Regions from separate parts of the Macaca mulatta genome. Here region 1 is linked to region 2. The links are chromatin contacts, called in public Hi-C maps. All regions are on one chromosome and are shown on one strand. Each heading gives the region's core, a stretch centred on a gene start, on an enhancer-like site or on the middle of the called end of the contact. The rest is flanking DNA. Distances are from core to core; before and after follow the strand shown.

Region 1 (3,243 bases), core at 494-2,993, 54 kb after region 2:
TTGCTAATGATGTTGTAGCCATTGCAACATCCGAGCACAACACATCACCTTTTTTATATTTAGACACACAAATACTTGCTATTGTGTTATGACTGCCCGCATTATTCAGCACAGTAACACACAGTCCAGGTTAAGGCCTGAAGCGACAGGAAAAATAGCCTAGGAGCCACTGGCGACACCACACAGCCCAGCAGCTCCACTGCCTGTCTACACCACACAGCCCAGCTGCTCCACTGTCTAGGTCTGCGTCAGCACACTCTGCTTCCACAAAGATGAAACTACCTAACAATGAACTTCTCCAAAGTATCCCTGTTAAGTGATGCGGGCCGAACGTTAAATTATCATCTGTAGATGATCTTATAATATCTAAAACATGTAAATCCTACATAAATAGTTGTACTATATTGTTTACAGAATGCCTGTATATGTTCAGTACAGATGAAAATTTCTTCCAAATATTTTATAATGTGCAGTTGGTTAAATCCATGGATATGAACCCCAAGGACACAGTAGGCCAACTGTATCTCGGCTCACAGCAGCCTTCCCCTCCGCCTCCCAAAGTGCTGGGATTAAAGGCGTGCACCACCGCCCAGCTGTAACGACAATTGCTCTTTCAGGATTTTCAGAATTCATATTTTAAAACTAAGCTTCATAATAACAAGATAAAATGAATACGTCTATTTATGCGTTTAAAGATAATACCACGTAGCAGACGCGGGAGCACATCACCCAACTCAAGAAAAAGGCCTAGTTAAATCTATGCGGTGCTCCCCATCTCTTCTCCTGCTCCATTCCCAAGAGAAGCGCCTTGAATGTGTTGCTGTCACCCCCTTGCACGGACGCAGGTGTATGCACCCGCGTCACACGCGTGGACTCGGCACGGGGAGGCCGGCGTCGTCACGCTCGTGTTTCTGAATTCTCTAAGAGGAGACTCGCAACTCAGTCTCCCGCGACTCGGTTTCCAATTCCACGAGTTCCTAAACCTCAGGTTACTGTGCGCAGACGACGATCTTTTCCACTGACAAAGAATGGTAACGTCTTCTTCGCCCCAACCCACGCCTCCGCCTTCCACAGGGCGCGGGCGCCCACCACAGCCCGGCCTCGCTCCAGTTCGGGAGACCAATGCCGCCGTCCCCAGATGTCCAGGCCACCGCGCCGAGACCTCACGGGTGGCCCAGACCTCGGGCCTCCTCCCCGCCCCGTCCCGCAGCTCCCCGGTGCCACCCTGCCCCTGTCTCCCGAACTCCTGCCCCTACGCCAGTCCACAGTACCTGATCGGCCTCCGGCCACAGACACCGGCCGGTCCCGGAGCGCGCCCACTTTGAGCGCTGTCCGCAGCGCGCACCGCCCACCGGGCCGCGCAGCCAATCGCCCGCGCCAGCGCCAGTCCGCACCACATTGCTCGGCCAATTGGCGCCCGTACACGCCTGACGTCACAATCTCGCCAAGGGTCGCGCGGTGGCGCCACCTCCGTGGCCTGTGGCGCCACCTCCCTGCCTGTGGGAATCGCAGACGCGCGAAGCACCGGGAACCTGAGTTGTGAGCTCGGGTTCCGGCCGCTCCCGAGGGGGTCAACACGCCTCACCCCCAGCTCCGCAGAGGCAGCGTCCCGCGACTGGGCGGTGCCCGAGACCACACCAGCCGCCAGCCAATTACGCTTTCGATTCTGGCGTGCGAGCCCGAGGCGCTGCGAAGGGTGCCAAACGTCAGACGTCTCGAGGCTCACGTCTCGAGGCTCGCGTTCGGTGGAACCTAGCCCTCCCGGTCGGAAGGCGCCCGCGCGGCTGGGCCAATGGAAACGGAGGAAAGGCGGGACGTTACTGCTGACTGGCTGGTTGGGAATCCCCCCTCCCGAGTTCCGCCGCTGGGACTACGGCGTTTGGCTGCGGGGCGAGGTCTTGCACGTCTGGAACGGTGGTCGTCTGCGACCGGGACGAAGGCGGAGCGGAGCCGCGAGAGGGGCGGGGCGTTCCACGCTATGTTGGGAGTGTTCGCTTTCCGGGTACACGACAGGACGTGCCAAATGGTTTCATTTTTTGAGACAGTTTTGCTTTCGTTGCCCAGGCTGGAGTGTAATGATGTAGTCTCCGCTCACAGCAACCTCCGCCGCCCGGGTTCAGGCGATTGTCCTGTCTAAGGCTCCCAAGTAGCTGGAACTACAGGCATGCGCCACCAAGCCCGGCTAATTTTGTATTTTTAGAGAGGGGTTTCCCCATGTTGGTCAGGCTGGTCTGGAACTCCTGGACCTCAAGAAGTGATCCACTCGGCTCAGCCTCCAAAGTGCTGGGATTACAGGTGTGAGCTACCGCGCCTAACCCTCTAAACCTTTAAATAATCGTGAAATGTACTCGCAGCTACAGCGAATTCAGCTGTTTCCTCTACCTTTTGTGTGGAATTTAAAATACTGAACTTGAGATGAACCTGGTGCGCACCAGTTCTCAAACTTCTTGGTCTCAGGACTCTTGCACACTCTTAAAATGTACTGAGGACCCTCAAAAGCTTTTGCTCACTGTTGTTTGCTACTGCTATTTACTAATGTAGAAATTAAACATATTAAAATATTCACTTAAAAAAACACATGACACTAAGTTACATTTTTATTCAAAATCTTTTCCAGACAAAAAAATAGACTGATTTTGTTTTACACGTTTGCAGATCTCCTTCATGTCTGGCTTCACACAGATAAGAAAATCTGGCCTCCTGCATGCGCAGCAAGTCCTCACTGCTGTCAGTGCGTTCTTGGGAATTACTTTAAGTGAAACAACATATAGCAAAACCAATTTTACCAGAGGCTAAAAAATAAGGATTAAGTTCCTAAAGCATACTTTTGGCCACGGAAAAAAAAATCACTAAGCTTCTAAAGGCCATTCTAATGTTAAACATTGAAATAAACGTGAGCTATACATACATTTAAGAAAGATTAATAAAAAACAAGATAATTACTACTTAATTATTCCAGTTCTGGGTCATGTGTAGCTGAAGCCTATTTCAGTAGCTCAGGGCACAAAGAGGGAACCAGCCCTGGACAGGACGCCATTCCATCACAGAGCCACTCACACACCCACACTCAGACTGGGGCAGTGAAGACACACACCAGTTCACCTCACGTGCACACCTCTGGGATGTGGAAAGAACTGCGGTACTCAGAGGAAACCTATGCAGGTGTGGGGAGAACACGTAAACACCACAAACACAGTGCCACTGGCCGGGAGTCTTTTTCTCATCCATGTTACAAAGAAATGA
Region 2 (3,214 bases), core at 416-2,915:
GCTAATATGGTGAAATCCTGTCTCTACTAAAAATACAAAGTGTTAGCTGGGAATGGTGGCAGGTGCCTGCAATCCCAGCTACTCGGGAGGCTGACGCAGACGAATTGCTTGAACCCCGGAGGCGGAGGTTGCAGTGAGCTGAGATTGTGGCACTGCACTCCAGCCTGGGTGACAGAGTGAGACTCTGTTTGAAGAAAAAAAAAAAAAAAAAAAAGAATTAAGGATGTTTGCCCATCTGAAGCAAAGTATCTAAATATCGGATTAAAAGAAAAAGAAAGAGGAACTGGCTATATCAGAGTGAGAGAAAGTGGGAGATGCTGAGGAAACATATAAGAACCTAAAAGAAAGGGCAGTAAGTATAAGCATAGCTTTGCTAATCTCGGAAATGGTGGCCAGAACTGTCCTGCGGCTTAGCAAATGATCATAGCCAGCGAATCCTAATTACCCTAGAAGCTTCCTTTAGAAGTGCCAGAGATGTAGGAGGTATGCTTATCCGCCTTGTGACACAAAAATGGAAGCATAGTTAATAGATGAGAAAAGCATGACTCAGAATGATTTTCAATATTGGAATGTTGGGAATTTATGAGAGGTATTTTCGTGTAAGAATAATAGGACTTATTTAAAAGGTTTGGAGAGTGGGGGGCATCCCAGATGCGTGAGAAGCAGTATAGCTAATCGTTAGAAGTAGGTTTGCTGGAGCCAGGCTGCCTGGGTTCAAAGCCCACCTCTGCTGCCCCTTAGCTGCACAACCCTGGGCTGCTTTCGAGCCTTGCTGTGCCTTGGGTTTCCCCACGCACTTCATGAGGCAGTTGCAGGAATTAAACGAGTTAATATGTAGTCAACAGCTCTGAACACTGCTTGAGTGAGTCAGCCCTACCTAACGTTTAATTTACAGGATGTGGCCCTGGGTTCCTTAAGGGAGCGGCCACACTATTCACAAACATTAAAGCAGTAAAGGCTCCATCCTCATCACCTTTCTCCTCTGTTGGACCCCACAGGACTGTCTCTCGAAACTGCTTCCTCCGCTCTCCTAAGGCACTCTGCGGAACCAGCGGCACCTCTTTCGCCTGAGATCAGGATTTCCCTTCTCCGCCCGTTTTGGGATTTAACAAGCACGAGAAAGGAGGGCTGCAGGGGAGCCGCGAGGGCCTCCTCACCACCGCCCGGGATCAGAGTGGGGGGTGTCACCCGCTCTACACCCAGAGCCCGGGCACACCCCGCACGCGCGGCTCCCTCCTCCTCGGCGGGGCTCGCCGCGACCCCGGACGCCCAGACTCCCGGATACCCTCGACCCTCCGGACTCCTAAGCCCCGCATCCCCCAAATCCCAAGACCCCCCTCGAACCCTGTTTCAGGGCGGATGGCTGGGGGCCTGAACCCGCTCCAGAAACCCGCAGGGCAGTCTGTCGGAAGCCTCTTCTTTACCCAGCATGAATTTAGTCTCCGCGCGCCCCCTAAAACCCAGGCGTCCTCTCCCCCGCGCCCTCGCTCCCGGGGCCCTCACACACTCTCCGCGGCGGACCTCCAGGCCGGGCGGGTGCGCTGTGCGACGCCGAAAGCGCCATAGAGCACGCAAGACACGCTTGGCTCCCGGAAGTGACGTACAGCAAGCGCCCGACGGCGGAAGTCCCTCCTGCTCCCGACGGCGGAAGTTCCGGGAGTGCCCAGTACCCGCGTGCATACGGCAGCCGGCATGGCGCACTACAACTTCAAGAAAATTACGGTGGTTCCGTCCGCCAAGGTAGGTGGCTACTTTCGCCTTCTCATTAGCGGGGTCTCAGGGGAGGGTCCGGGCCTGTAGCCGTGGGAGAGCGGTCGCCTTCCGCTCGCCCACCACCCGCTCCCGGGCCCGACCTGCCGGACGGGTACTCGAGATCATTTCCCCTCCCCCAGCAGAATCCGGGGTCCACCAGAGATCGGATCCCCCAGAGACCCGGGTCCACCTGAGACCGGGGTCCACCCAGAGACTGAGGGCCCCCAGAGATCGGGGTCCACCCAGAGTAGGGTTCCCTGGAGGGGCTCCGGGTGACGAGGTGGGCGAGTGGAGGGGACCCCAACATGTGAGGGAGGAAGCACTCCGTGGTCCGTGATGAGCCTTCAGATTCTGGATTTGGCGTAGCCCCCTCCCCTCTCAGGAATCCTCGGTTCGTTGCTATCGTGATTTAACATTTCTTAATTTTTAAGTCATTCTCTTTCACTGTTAGATTTGGGAACCCCTGTTCTTTTTAGACCATAGTAGGCCCAGACTAAATTTTTACAGCGTTGGTTAGTGTGGCAAGAATGAGTCAACAAGTGTTAAGTGTTAGAATTTTTTTTTTTTTTTTTCCCCGAGACAGAGTTTTCCGCTTTTGTTTCCCAGGCTGGAGCGCGATCAAGGCTCACTGCAACCTCCACCTCCCGGGTTCAAGCGATTCTCCTGCCTCAGCCTCCCGAGTAACAGGGATTACAGGCGTGCGCCACCACGCACGGCTAATTTTTGTGTTATTAGTAGAGACGGGGTTTCACCACGTTGGCCAAGCTGGCCTCGAACTCCTGATCCCAGGTCTCCCAGGGAGATCCCAGGGAGTTCGAGATCCCTCGAATTCCCGCTCCGGCCTCCCAAAGTGCTGGAATTACTGGCGTGAGCCACCACACCCGGCCCTGGTATTACGACTTTTAAGAAGTCATGTTTTTATGTAGTGAACATTCGATTTGGGCCGCAATTACAGAGACATTGACGGGCAACTCGAGCCTCTCAGGGACTGCTGCACAAGAGGGAGTTACTGAAGTCCCTGCAGAGTGACTGTTTTCCTCTCATCAGTGTCTCCTTTTCTTCACGTCTTAACAACGGAATGAGCTTGCCTTGGAAAGCTTTGTGGGAGTCTCGTATTTTACCTTCATAGCAATAATTGTTTCCCCACTTCTCTCCATTTCTCATTTCTTCCTGACAATTGTTCTGACACATCTCTTGATAGATTGTAGTATTTTCTTTCTTTCTTTCTTTTTGAGATGCAGTCTCGCTCTGTTGCCCAGGTTGGAGTGCAGTGGTGGATCTCATCTCACTGCAGCCTCCGCCTCCGATTCAAGTGATTCTCCTGCCTCAGCCTCCTGAGTAGCTGGGATTACAGGTGCAGGCCACCAGGCCTGGCTAATTTTTGTATTTTCAGTAGGATGGAGTTTCACCATGTTGGCCAGGCTGGTCTTGAACTCTTGATCTCACGTGATCCACTTGCCTC

What was found. Hi-C and Micro-C count contacts between places; a contact is called where the count stands out from the background.
Region 1: a Hi-C map of cortical neurons shows a contact between it and region 2, with 4 times the contacts expected there. The contact joins the promoter of IDI1 here to the promoter of GTPBP4 in region 2. A contact is called at or near these places in 3 of 14 Hi-C or Micro-C datasets (cortical neurons, fetal cortex germinal zone and prefrontal cortex).

Annotation. Positions count from the first base shown.
Region 1 is chr9:1,700,659-1,703,901 of T2T-MMU8v2.0, forward strand. IDI1 (isopentenyl-diphosphate delta isomerase 1) reads right to left here and starts at 1,744. Exons shown (of 5, transcript XM_001101073.5): 1 at 1,272-1,744. The coding sequence starts at 1,399.
Region 2 is chr9:1,647,199-1,650,412 of T2T-MMU8v2.0, forward strand. It overlaps GTPBP4 (GTP binding protein 4), which reads left to right and starts at 1,666. Exons shown (of 17, transcript XM_077945650.1): 1 at 1,666-1,740. It overlaps LOC114669872 (a long non-coding RNA gene), which reads right to left and starts at 1,580. Exons shown (of 2, transcript XR_013397880.1): 1 at 974-1,580; 2 at 1-184.